2 separate regions of the Mus musculus genome follow, and region 2 is linked to region 1. Evidence: chromatin contacts called from public promoter capture Hi-C data. All regions are on one chromosome and are shown on one strand. Each heading gives the region's core, a stretch centred on a gene start, on an enhancer-like site or on the middle of the called end of the contact. The rest is flanking DNA. Distances are from core to core; before and after follow the strand shown.

Region 1 (6,786 bases), core at 2,081-4,580:
GATCATAAGTGAGGGGAAAGAGTCTGAGGCAACATACAGTTGTCCCTGGACCTTCCACTGCCTCTTTCTCTTCCTGGGATGTTGTTTGTTTTCTTAGCCTGCTGTGTGTCTGGATGAAGCCATTAGCAGGTGACCTCTCTGTTCTATGGACTATTCCTACTAGGGCTAGCAATGATTACTTCAAATATTGGACATTGCAGGGGAGACCTGGACATTGCAGGTGTGAGTTCAGTGGACTAGGACTCTGCTGTGGGTGGGAGCACTGGACCTGCAGCAGTGGCTTCTGGGAACTGTAGGTACCTGTAAGTCCAAGAGTGCCCTCCCACCAAAGTTTGCTCAGAGAGCCTGTCCCTGCAGTGTGCGGGTCATCTTAACAGGACTGAGGCAGCTCATGAAGTTAAGGTCCTGAAGCCCATCTGGGCTTTGCAGCTTTCGGGGGAACTCTAAAGATTCAGCTTTAGTTAGTCATGGAGAGGTGGGCCAGGGACATGTTAAGGGTCTGCAGAACATGCTATGTCACCCAACGATTTCCTGGTTGTAGGGTAAGCCATTCCAGGTTCAGCCTGGATAAGCATTGAAGTTGCCCAGGGGCTCTTTGCAACTGGGGAGGGGGGCACATTTCTAGCATGTGATACTTCAGGATGGGGGAGGCAGGGGGTGTCCTACAGGAGCTCCTGAGTGCCAGTAAGGCAGTGAAGGATTGGGAGGGAGCTGTGAAGTTCTGTGCCCAGCACTGGCCTGACCCTTATTTTGGAGCCATGTGGTTGGCATGCCAGTCCCCTGAGGGCCAGCAGATACCCAGGCACTGCTCTGAAGGGTCTCTAAGCCAGCACCCTGGACTGGGCTGGCCTTCTGGTCAGGACGGATTCAGCCAGCAGGCAGCTGAATCTGGGAAGCAGAGGTAGGAGCAGAGACAGTGACACACGGGGGGGGGGGGGGGGGGGGACGGGACGGACACACAAATCTGGTCAGGCCGCCGCACTTACTTCTGCTCAGCATGACCCTCTTCTGCAAACAGCACCATGGGAGCAAATGGAAACGACACAGGGAACGGTTGAGACCACACTGCAGAACTGACTGGAAAGCAAGGAGAGGCAGCAGCCTCCTCACGGGTGGAAACATGGTAGGTTGAACCCTGGCTGAACAATGCACCTCAGAGCCCTCTTGGCAGGCAGCCCAGGGGGCTTGGGGCAGGCACTCATACGAGCAAGGGAACTACTCTTTGCCTTCTCTGGCGTGCCATGAGGCACTGCGGAAGAAAGAAAGGATCTCTGACAAGTGGCCCACAGCTATTTCCCTCACTTGGCTTTGACTTGGAAAGAATGAATCTTGTTCCCAGTGGACCCAGGCCAACCTGCCCAGGCTAGGGCTCTGTATCACGTTTACACCCCAACATGGTGACCAGCCTAGTGGCTAATGGCATGGATCTGGTCCGGCCACATGCTTGGGGCTTACCGGTACCCCACCCAGCATGACAACTGCTGAGTTAAGTTGGACTGGTCTGCCTGCCGGCTTTGCTCTGCACCTTCTGGGTAGCCTGCCTCCTTCCTGGTGAATCACACAGTGATGACTCACAGGATCCTCCCGTGTGCGCAGATCATTATGTTGCTAGGCAACGGCGGGGCTGCTGGGCGGCATATACAGAAGTCTGTTACCCTGATTTAGAATAGATACACACTCACAAACACCCGCCTCTGGGAGGATCATCTCTAGCCTGCTTTTAAAATCAAATTCATTTAAAAAATGTGAGAATTAAGAAACAAAACAAAACCAGCCCAAGAGCGAATCCAGCTGCTCACAGACGCTCTTCACCTGTCTTTCCTGGCAGGAGCTGATGAGCTGGGGAGATGGAAGGGCAACCAGACTCACACTGTGGTTACTCAGTTTGAACCTGAGCAGAGGTGTGGGCCAGAGGCTCCTCAGGGGCCAGCACTAATGCTAGGGTTCTGAGGCATGGACCCTCAGTCCCAGGCTCCCCTCTGTATGAGCCACTAAATTCTAAGCTATTTGTCTTCCCTCCTTCCTCCCCCCTCTCTCTCCTCTTTTTAGTGACTTGAGACAGAGTCTCACTGTAGCCCCAGGTTATTTTAGAACTTATCAAAATCCCCCTGCCTCAGCCTCCCTAGCGTTGGCATTACAGGTATAGAACCCCATTGGGCATCAGCCTGCTTTCTTATGAAGCTGCTCTGCCTATCTAGGCTTCCACAAATGGGGCACGGGAAGGAGAGCCAGGTCATGTGTTTGCCTGAGTCTCAGAAGTTGGGACCCCCTCAGCACTTCTGATCCTGGTGCCTTGCAGTCACCACAGGCTCAGAGAACTGTGAGGACTCTGCTCACTCCACGCCTCTCTCCAGAATGGGAACAGAATACATAACCACAGAAGGAATGGCTGTGGGACACTGCCTGCTTTCCTGCCGAGGAAGCTGTCTCAGGCTCAGCACACTTGTCTGGGTTCCCACCCTGCTCACAAGTTGCCAGGACAGGAAGGCACCTACTTTCAGGAAGAACTGTTTACCTGTGATAGGATCTTGTCAAAAGAGGGATGAGACCAAGAGAGAAGACTTGACGGGTCTAGAGAGACGGCTTAGTGGTTTAGAGCACTGGCTGCTTTTGTAGAGGACCCAGGTTCATTTCCCAGAACCCACACACATGGTTCAACCATCTGTAACTCCAGTTCCAGAGGATCCAGTGCCCTCTTCTGCCCCTGCAAGTGCTACCTGTAAATGGCGTACGTACACACACACACACACACACACACACACACACACACACACAAGCAAGCAAAACATCCACTGCACATACAAATAGATAAATATGTTCTAAAAAGGAGACCTGCCGTTTGTTTGGTGGTCAAAGGAAGAGACTCTGGCAGACTAGTCACCTTAATATGTGGATAGTGGCAGGAAGTGCCAGGCTGTCCCCAGCAGGGCTCACCTCACTACTGAGTGCTGCTCCCTGGCAGTGCCATCACCCTCCTGCTTTGCTTGGTGACTGAGGTACCAGAGCTGTGTGGCAGTGCAGAGAGCTTGAGACGTCATGAAACAGAAGCCCATGCTCTAGGACCAGGTGGTCACAGCAGTTTAACAATCGTATTGATTAATACTGGTGACCCAGCTGAGAGCCAGAGGACAATGGCCAGGGTCGGAGGACTGCCCTGGGAGGACAGCAGGGGTGGCAGGGATTGAGTGAAGCCCCATCAGCACCTGGAGCGCTGCCTGCCCAGGGACCTTGGGTGTCTGTACCTCCTCAGTACCACTGTTTCTTTCCTGTGTGCTTCAGAAAGGTGAAGGCCGAACTCTGCCCCTTGTGGACTCACCACAAAGTGCTGGCAGTAGAGTGTACACCACACCCTTGGAGAGGAGCCATGGGGACTCCCTGGAGCACTCCCTACCCTGTGCTCTAGGGGGAGATGAACGCAAGCTGAGGTTTTTCCAAGGATGCTGGAAGAGAACAGGTTTCATCCTGTTGAGTGATGTGATGGCTGGTCTCTGGTCACAGCCAGCTTGAGGAGTCAGTGCTTATAGACAGGCAGCCGGGTCTAGCTCTCCAGTGTCTCCAAGGTACCTCTTGTCTCTAGCAACAGAAACCACCTGTCTTCAGCACAGACCTTGAAAGCATCTTCCTCATGTGACACGCATCCCGGGAGTGTCAACAAACTGGAGTCCACTCCTGGTAAGCCATGATAAGTCTGTGCGTGGTTTTCATCCCTTGGATGCAATCCTGTGTCCCCACAGCCTGCCCACTCCCCTGCCTGGTGGGTTGACGCTGACTCCCCCCACGGGCATGGAGAGTCTGATCTGGCCTAGCCTCACATGCTCCACCCATCATGTCCTGGGCTCCATGCTTCTGGTTTCTGCATAACTGGTTCCGGTGTGAACTTTAGGTCACTGAAATACCCTTCCTCTGAGTGCCAGCTCCATCCTAGTTCTGCCCTTTTGGAGCCTGGTCTTCTCCGTGGTACTTGTTACATATAGTTCTGTTGTTTCGTTTTGGCCATTTCTCACCTCAAGAGCTGGCATTCCCCAAGGGAACACTGGCTATGCTTTCTTAACAGGGACGTGCTTCTCTTAAATGACAAATTCTGAGTGCCATATGGCGCCTGGTGTCCTGGGCCATCAACAAGCTGCCTGAGTGGATGACAATGACTACGTTTCCCAGCTGTGGAGGACTGTACTGCAGAATCCTCTGTGGTGATGTCCTCTTGTCTCTTCTTTCTTGGGCTTGGTACTGGGCTGTAGACAGTGGTAGCAGCTTAGTAAACTCCCTACCATGGCTCGTCATTGGCCCTATGCACTTTAACCAGGACACCTAAGTGCTCTGCTTAGATCCATGAAGCAGTAAAAATGTGTGTCAGGCCTGCTGCCTCCACTGTGGGCCAGATTCAGATGACAGGAGGCTCTGAAAGCCAAAAGCCCTGTCCAACTGAAGGACATGCCAAGGTTACCCATGAAATGTTTGCATATCCATGTTTGCATACGCCACACCCTCGGAGAGGAGCGGTGGGGACTCCCTGGAGCACTCCCTACCCTGTGCTCTAGGGGGAGATGAACGCAAGCTGAGGTTTTCCCAAGGATGCTGGAAGAGAACAGGTTTCAGCATCAGGCCTATAGCCAGAATTGCTCACGGCTTTGCACCATGGTCTTTCAGTGGCTCTGATATCATACACTAACATATACACAAATATATTGAAAGAGAGTTCCAGCTGACTTTTTCAATATATTTGTAGTTAAATATGTCTAAATTCCACACTGTCTTGATCTTGGGGTCAGTCTACTGGGTATACTAAACCCCGGGTATCCTAAAGTTAGATTGCTTACACCCCAGGAAGCAAATGCCAGGCCTTCTAACTCTCTGCTCTTCCTGGATCCTGTCCTGGTGCCAGCATAAGACGAGGTCTCTTGGAGCTGCCAAGTAGCAAAAGGCCCATTATTTCAATTTACAAGCACAGCAAAGCTCTTGCCCATGTGGTGGAACCACTGAGGAACACGCTGAGAGCCAGGCTTTCCTTGGTGAGCAGTCATGCTTGAGGAAACAGGGTCTCTCTGCCTTAATGTGTGTCACGTCAGAGAGCATGGCCAGCTTTCAGTTATCTCTTGAAACCTTCATTTTCTTTCTCTCCTTTTGATTCTGAACCTCATTTGGCCCAGGGTGGTCCACAACTTAACTTTTAGAAGCATTTACAAGTGGCATTAGCAAGATGCTCAGACTGAGTGAATCTCTAGTTGTCATCCTGGGCCTGGCAGTGAAGGCAACGGAGAGGTGTCTGAGCAATGTAGGCAAGAGGCCAGTGCACCAAGGCAAGAGGCAGAGCTCGGTCACCTGCATATCCCATACAGGATGCATGCATGGTTCTGTGAACGGCTACCCCAGCCTGTGGCCCTCTGTGTCTCGCAGTTGCTGCTGGCATCCCAGGACCCTAAGCCCATGCCCAACCCAGTGCAATCCTTAGATTTGAAAAGGAGGGTCAGAGGCCTGTGTTTCCTCTACTGCTTGAGGTCAACAACAGTCATCTCTCCCCTCATTAGCAGGGGAGTTCTAGGTCTAATGGCGGTTCCTTTCTTCCCAGGAGCTCAGTCTTGTAGATGGTCTTCAGTGGTGATCCCTTTTTCCGAAGCCAACCCCCAGCCTCAGCTTCTAGAACCTTCCCATACAGTCCCTTTGACTCTTTGCCTCAGATTTCTCTCTCTGCTGGTTGATGGCCACGTTGCTGGTACCTATGTGACAGAATGGCCAATGTTTGTTGGTCCTTTGTAGGCGTTGGCTAAAGTCCTTGCTCTGAGAGGTCTGCGCCAGGAATAGACTGGCTGGGTGGAGCCAGTTTTTGAGTGCTAGTGATGCTCTCTCTGAGCACCCAGCCCACATCTGGCACCTACCTGGAGTAGGGAAAGACAATAGTCCCAGCCCCCAGTGGAGGGTAAGTCTCCTTCCCTCTCCTGGGAGCCACCAGACATTGTCTAACCAGAAAAAGAAAGGCAGCAAGGGTCATCTGCTGCGATTCAGAATTCCCCTGCAACCCCCCCCCCCCCCCCCGCACCTTCCCAATGCCAGCGGCCACCTCAGCTTTTCTCCTGTTGAAGACTGGGCAGCTATTGTAACCTCACTTTTAGAGAGAGGCTGCAATACCTGCTCGGCCTCTCTGAAGAATGGACTTAACACACAGGATCATGCTGCCCAGTCGTGAGGGACGCCACCCCAAGGGCTTGCAAATATTACTTTCACAAGAGGCTGTGGCATAAAAGACTCTATAGAGGAAAAATATGAACCAAGCATATTCCAAGGTTGCTGTGAGACTCCTGGACATGTTTAAAATATGCAGGTGTGTGGTTACCCCACCTCCCACCCACCAGAGTGGAGGGTTTCTGCAGGCCCGCCCAAGCTAGCAGGGAGCCACGGGAGCTTGCTTCTGCACACCACCTGTAGCAGGTTTCCCATTACCAAGCGGTGGCATCCGCACACTTCTTTACAACAGCCGCCAATCAGTATTTCTCAAAGGAGTTAAGGAGCCGTCCAAGTCCTCCATTTACAACCACACCAAAAGGTAACAGGAAGAATTGTGGCTCACAGCCCAAACCTCAAGACTCAGATGCAGTGTGATGTCCCTGATTAATGGGCTCGGTTGTTTGAATCAGATGCCTGCCCAGCGGGAGAATAAAGAAAGACTTCATTAGTCAAACCGATGAAACCTGAGCTCAACTGTCAGCCAGAGAGGCTGAGCACTACACACACGGAAGCGGAAAGACAGCACGAGTGTACATCACACAAGGAACAAAAACAGAAAGGCCATGA
Region 2 (6,786 bases), core at 1,777-4,276, 110 kb after region 1:
GCAAGCAAGGCTCATAGGACAGAGGCTGGGACACACCACATGCCACAGCTTTCTTCAGGGAGGCCCCCTGTTGCACATTTCTCCAGTTGTCAGCAGGGTCTAAGGAACCCAGATCCAAGCATCCCAGGACTTCTTGCCCAGTGCCCTGACCTCAGCCTTTGCTTAGCACTGGGCCATTGGGCTGGAAAGAGAGAAACTCTTTCCTTAACAGTGCCCCTGGGCCCAGTAGCTGATTTCCCATTCCATCTGAATTTAAATCTATGTTTGCAGAGCTGGCTGGAGATTGGGTCCCAGAGGATATAGCAGCTAGGCAGTGACAAAGGTCCACTTAGCAGTGACTGTGGATGGAACAGGGCCCACACTGATTCTATCCCAGAGGAAGCTGCTTTTGTGGGTGGAACGGTGGCTCAGCTTACTTATGAGGAGGTGGCTGAGGTTGGCTAATGGCATTAGGGGTGCAGTAAGGTGTACTTTCAGTGTATTTGCTAGAGGAGGACATGCCTCCCAAGTCCACACAAGCTCAAGATGTGCCTCTCATGTCCATGCTAGCTGAAGATGTACCACGGCCTGTGTTTTTACTGGGTGCTCTTCCTGCCCACTGACATGGACCTCACCAGCCATCACCATCCTTCAGCCTAGAGAAATAACATCAAGGGAGTGTACACTGGACTTCCTGTAGCACCAGACAGAGGTGGAGAATGACAGAAGCAAGCTCTGCATGACTAATAAGCAGTAGAGACCCCTGGGCTGAGAGCTGTGATTTCCTGGGCTTGCTTGCTCTTAGATATACAATATATACATAAAAGATATATAAGAAGAAAATGGCAACTTGAGGGGGAGGGGAGGGGAGGGGGAAGGGGAAAGGAGAGAGGGAGGGGGAGGGAGAGAAGGAGGGGGAGGGGAAGGGGAGGGGGAAGGGGAAAGGAGAGAGGGAGGGGGAGGGAGAGAAGGAGGGAGAGGAGGGAGGGAAGGGGAGGGGGAGGGGAAAGGGGAGGGAGAGGGGGAGGGGGAGGGAGAGAGCTGGGTCCCTGTTCCCTCACTCCCTTCCTGCCCTGTTTTAAGGTAACCCCATGATCAGAAGGCATGTCTCAGTTCTTCCAGAACTTTCCTTTCTTAAGATAGGCTCTCACTCTGTAGACCAGGCTAGCCTGAAATTTACTATGTACTCCAGGCCAGTTTTGAACTCATGGCAATCCTCCTGCCACGGCCTCCCAAGTGCTAGGGTCACAGTGTCAGCTGCCACCCCAGCTGCCTTTCATGATTTCTTCCTGGTATTTATGATCTCTTCAGCCATTTGACATTGAGTGTTCACTCTGAAACAAAAAAAATCACCAAGTCTCTTCATAGTGTTTTAAGCTTACAGTTTTGTGTTGGACTACATCAGAGCTATCCTTGGCCACATGAGGGTGTGGGCAGTATTTTGTGCAAACTTTTGAAGAAAGCACGAATGCCATCCCAACACAGCAGCTTCACCACAGCTGCCTGTGAACCATCTCTTCTCTGTTCTCCACTCTCTCCCATCTTAGAAACTTTTGTGTGAGCCTGGAAAATGGCTTGGGGGGAAGGGGAGTACTTGTCAAACATGTGTGAGGAACTGAGTTTGGATCCTCAGAACCAACAGAGAGTTGGACATGGTGTGTGTCTCTAATCCTAGTGCAACACAACAGGATGTGGGGTGGAAGCAAGAGAATCCTTGGAAGCTCATGGGCCAAGTAGCTTGGTATCCACAGTGGCCAAACAACAAGAGACCTATCAAATAGGAGAACACAGACACACACACACACACACACACACACACACACACACACACATACACAGAGGCACACACATACAGAGACAGATATACACACATACAGACACTCAGAGAAATGCACAGGCACACACACATACACACACATATATACAGACACACAGATACACACACATATATGCATAGACACACATACATATATACAGACACACACAGATACAGACACACACATACAGACACACAGATACAGACACACAGACACACACAGAGATACAGATGCACACACAGACACAGATACAGACATACACACAGACACACCCACCCACACACCCCTGATTGTCAAATCTCACCTGGTCTCAGAGCCCAAGTTTGCTCAGGTCATTTTATTCCCATCTATTTTTACTTAAAAACAAAATTAAAAAAAACAAACAAAAATCCTCTGTGTGTGTGTGTATGGTGCATGTATGTGCACATGTAGGCCATGTCATATGTGAAGGACAACCCCTGGTGTCTTCTCCTTTCTTGAAACAAGGTTTCTCATGCACTGCTATGAACACAAGTCTATGGTGAGACTTATGGGGATCCTCCTGTCTCCACCTTCAGTCTTTCTGTGGGAGTGCTGGGATAATAGACACACACAGCCAGAGCCAGATTTTTACATAGGTTCTGGGGATCCGAGCTCAGATCCTCGGTTTGCATGGCACCCATTTTACCCATCAACCTGTCTTTCCAGTCTCATTAATGCCTTCTTTGTTCATGTCCTCAACAGACAACAGCTCCTGCTTTTTTGACCCACATCTGTGTCCCAGACATAGACAGACACAGACACAGACACACACACACACACATATCCACCAGAAAATGAGAAAGACAGAGATGACCTGGCAGGGATGATAGACATGTCTGCAATTAACCAAAAGATCAAGGAGCATCATGAATGGGGGTGGGGGAGGCAGGGTCTATGAAAGCCCCTGCAGCCAGACGCCAGAATTCTGGGGCAAGAAGAGAGAACAAGCTTGGCATAGGAATGGCCACAGGGCCTTCAGCCTGCTCTCTGGGGAAAAGGACCCAACAGAAGGACAGCTCAGGCCATTTTATCTGGAAGGCTCATCAAAACCACTCAGGGAACGTTAACTGACAATAAATAAGATTTCTTCCCGGAGCAGATGAGGTCAGGCAAACACAGGAATTAAAACAAATTACTGCCCACCCCGTGTGGGTGCCACAGTGGCCGAACTGCTATTATAACTGCAAGGAGGTAATGAGGCGTATACCATGGTTTGGAGGGTGCACTGCCTGCCACCAGGCCTGGAGGTTGAGTTAACTCATGTGCTGTGACCAACCGAATGACCACTTCTGGTTTGTGGAGACAAGCTTGGAAGGCTGAGGCTAGGCAGAGCGAGCTGGGCTGACCCCACCTCGGGGTAGCCAGGATCCCCAAGAGTCCCCAGTGTTTTTGCTGCCCTGGAATAACAGTGTTTGGGAACTGTGGATCCAGTGTTGGATGTGGGCTTGAGTTCTGCCCCATCACTGCCTTACCATAACATCTCCTGACTACATCATGCTCACCCTCAGTTTCCCCATGTGCTTAGCTTCCCTCCTGGAGCCTTTGAGGGTGAGGAGATGCTGGCACCATCAGCATACTACAGCACGCCCACAGAACGATGACAGAAACATTCACTGCCATTGACCTCAGCACTATGTAGACCCAACATCTTGCAGAATGGTGCCCAAAAGGTCTAGAAATGCTCTGGTTTTCTATGTCTTGGGGCCTTTATGCTCTCTGCTTATTTCTGTCAGTGGTCCATCATGTGCCGTGGGCTGGAATGATTTGCTCTTCCGGGCAGGATGGGGAAGGTCCATCTGGCTGTCTGACGTGCCTGGCTCTACATGGCCAGCTGGTCAAAGGCACTGCCAGCCCTTCCCCCCAAGTCTGTCCCAGCCCAGGTGCACGAGCAGGTTGTCCACCATCAACACTGGTGCACCCTGTGGCTACAGCTCATCTCTCAGTGCATAGAACTCTCTGGGCCTTCCCCATGTGATGATGTCACCAGTGTCCCTCTACACCCCCAGTTTCTTCTTTTACAGTTGCTTTACTTTGGAAGTCCTTGAGCCCTGAGTGTGACAGAGCCAGAGACATGGGCTACAGGTCTCACCCATACCTACGTCACCAGACACTAACCCAAACCCTCAGCCCACATATCAAAGCTGATCCAGATCCAGATATGTAACTCAGATGCACACTGTGGCCCCAGTCGCTGCTGAGAAGGAGTTCCAGAGAATTAAGGTCCACATGCCAAGGAGAGGTTCTCAGGTTTCCCATCTCTAGTGGTATTTCCTAGCTACTGATAGGAATCTGAGCAGGAGCACATGGCACCACCTCTTTGAGGATTGACTCTACACACTGGTACATAATAGATCTGTCTTCGGGCTTTTTACTGCTGTTACTTTATCATTTCTGCCAAATCCCCATCTTTCTTGTTTCTGTCTTTCCTTATCATCTAGTATCTGCACCACAAATATACCATATCAGCTAAGGCTCCCATTTCTTTATCATGTGAACAAGAAGGGTTTGATGGGAACCAATAAGCTACACCCCCAATTGAATGACTGAATGGACCCTTGGTGGGTGAGTGGATAGATGAATGAATGATGGGAGGGATGGAGATATAAATTCTGGGTAGACTGATGGGTGGTTAAGTGGATAGGATGATTAATTTATGGACAGAGAGATGAATGGGTGGATCGATGAAAAATGGGTGGATGAATGGATAGACAGATGGGAGCATGTATGTATGTATGTATGTATGTTGTATGTATGTATGTATGTATGTATGTATGTGAGGATGGATGGATGGATGAATAGATGGGTGAATGGATAGATGAATGAGAGGGTGGGTTGTTGGATCAAAATTGGTTGGATGGGTGAATGGGTGGATGGGAGGGTGGGTGGATGGATGAATGGATGGAGGAACAGATGAGTGAATGGGTGGAAGGATGGGTGAATGGGAGGGTGGAAGGGAGCTGGGAGGTGGACAGACATGTGAATGGATGCATCTTTCAGCACATTCTCACTGAGCACTTCCCTCCATGTTCTGCACATGCCTCATGGAGATTCACGACCTCCTTTTGGACCTCAGACATGTGCCCCTTTTATCATTAGGGCCAAGAAGGATGTTGGCTGATCCTGGACCGTGACTGAGGAGCTTTACTTGCTGAGTGAGCCAGGACTTCGAGGATCATTGTACCCAACAGCAGCCAGCAAGCCTTGTGGGCTGAGAGAAGCACCCAACCCTCAGACACGGATGTGTACTCAGCCAGACCCAGAGCGGAAGGCTGCAAGAAGCCATGGTGGCTCCTCATCTTGCCTGTTCTTGGGGCCAGAGCTGAGCTTCACTTTGCAAGGATGCTCAACCTGCCAAGTCAGCACCTCCCCTTGCTCTGAATTATTTTTCCAGCTCCGTTCCAGGTGAGGCTCTGAGACACTATCTGCCAGGGATGCCTGAGCTCACACGCCTTTAATCCCAGCACTCAGGAGGCAGAGGCAGGCGGATTTCTGAGTTCAAGGCCAGCCTGGTCTACAAAGTGAGTTCCAGGACAGCCAGGGCTACAGAGAAACCCTGTCTCAAGAAACAAAACAAAACAAAACAAAACAAAACAAAACAAAACAAAAAAGAAAAAGGAGAAGACAGAACTATTTTAACTAAACTGAGCATGTGAGTGTATGAAGGAGAAATTCCAAGAAAGCTGCTTGCTGCAGAGAGGGTGCTCGGGAGACACAGACATTTCGCCTAATGCTGTGTTCTTGCAGTCCATACGTTTCCTGCAGTAAGTGTTGTGTTGCAAGACTTGTGTGTTGAGCTTGGCCTCTGTGGGTCGGGCTTTGTTTCCTCTCCAGTTACCATTGCTTCTGCACAGTGAGGGTCCGTGGTAGATATTTGCTAAGTGGACAGTGAGCACTGATCCACAGATGAGCACAGACTGGCCATGTGATCCAGCAACTCCACTCACCAGGTGTGAACAGACTGAAAACAAGCGCTCAGATAAAAGCTTGAATACAAATGTTCCCAGAAGCCATCTTTGCTACATTTTTAGATGTTGTAACAAAATGCCTGGGCCCAAGTAATTCATAGTGAATGGATGTTTATGTGACTCATGGTTCTGGAGACTGGGGATTCCAGGCACATGGAGCCAGCATCTGCTCCACATCTGGCTGAAGGCCCGTGCTGGGTCATGGTGAGGTGAGGCAGGACAAGTGTGCCAGCTCAGATCTTTCTCCCTCTTTATATAAAGCCACAAAGGCTGTCATGGACCACCCTCATTTAACCCTAATGACTTCCCAGAGGCCTGTCTCTTAAGACCATCAGCACACATGTGCTTACTACTTTTCTCATCACTATGGCAGCAACTTTAGGGAGCTGAGGGATTGGGCTCATGGCTCGAGATGATTCCTGTCCATCATGACAGGGACAGATTGGTGGCTCTGTGGGTATCAGAGCACACAGAAGCTGCTTTACATCTCACTTAACTAGGACACAGAGATGGGACAGCAAGAGAGACCAGGAAATAACCCTTAAGACCCTTTCTCCGGAGTCCTGCTTCTTCCACTGAGTTTCTACCTTTTAAGGGCTCCACAGCCTTCTGAAACAGCATCACTAGCTAGGTGACAAGTATCATCCATATTTCACACCCCAAACAGCAACATAACAGTATGGATTCCAAAATAGTGTTTCTAATGGAAAACATGATCCTGGAATCCTTTCCGTGTGTGTGTGTGTGTGTGTGTGTGTGTGTGTGTGTGTGTGTGTGTGTGTATGTGTACACATATGTTTGTAAGCTTGCACAAGCTAGAGGATGGCACTGGGTGTCCTGCTCTATTATTTATTTATTTATTTATTTATTTATTTTTAATTTATTCCCCTGAGAGAGGGTCTGTCACTGAACTTAGGCTGGTGACCAGCGAGCCTCAAAGATCTCCCCTCTCCATCTCATCCAGTGCTGAAGTTACAGGCCACACCTGGATTTTTAGATGAGTG

The links. Capture Hi-C pulls out chosen DNA fragments and counts their contacts.
Region 2: a promoter capture Hi-C map of pancreatic islet shows a contact between it and region 1. The contact joins two enhancer-like sites. A contact is called at or near these places in 1 of 39 promoter capture datasets (liver), 8 of 484 Hi-C or Micro-C datasets (cerebellar granule neurons, cerebral cortex, cortical neurons and 3 more), 2 of 115 datasets of contacts at active chromatin or transcription factors (embryonic fibroblasts and embryonic stem cells) and 2 of 9 other capture datasets (adipose tissue and pancreatic islet).

Annotation. Positions count from the first base shown.
Region 1 is chr7:144,412,560-144,419,345 of GRCm38.p6, reverse strand. All of the region lies in intron 15 of Shank2 (SH3 and multiple ankyrin repeat domains 2), which reads right to left. It overlaps Gm34621 (a long non-coding RNA gene), which reads left to right. Exons shown (of 4, transcript XR_003946689.1): 1 at 1-901; 2 at 1,019-1,123; 3 at 3,578-3,672; 4 at 4,055-4,280. Among named protein-coding and RNA genes, the nearest start is that of Gm34621, 3.6 kb to the left of the region's middle. Within about 2 kb of position 3,330, at least 40 of the 459 cell types and tissues checked have an H3K27ac peak or open chromatin away from gene starts, as enhancers often do. A contact at or near this core is called in pancreatic islet, where this site is marked.
Region 2 is chr7:144,298,706-144,305,491 of GRCm38.p6, reverse strand. All of the region lies in intron 7 of Shank2 (SH3 and multiple ankyrin repeat domains 2), which reads right to left. Among named protein-coding and RNA genes, the nearest start is that of Gm14372, 100 kb to the left of the region's middle. Within about 2 kb of position 3,026, at least 4 of the 459 cell types and tissues checked have an H3K27ac peak or open chromatin away from gene starts, as enhancers often do. A contact at or near this core is called in pancreatic islet, where this site is marked.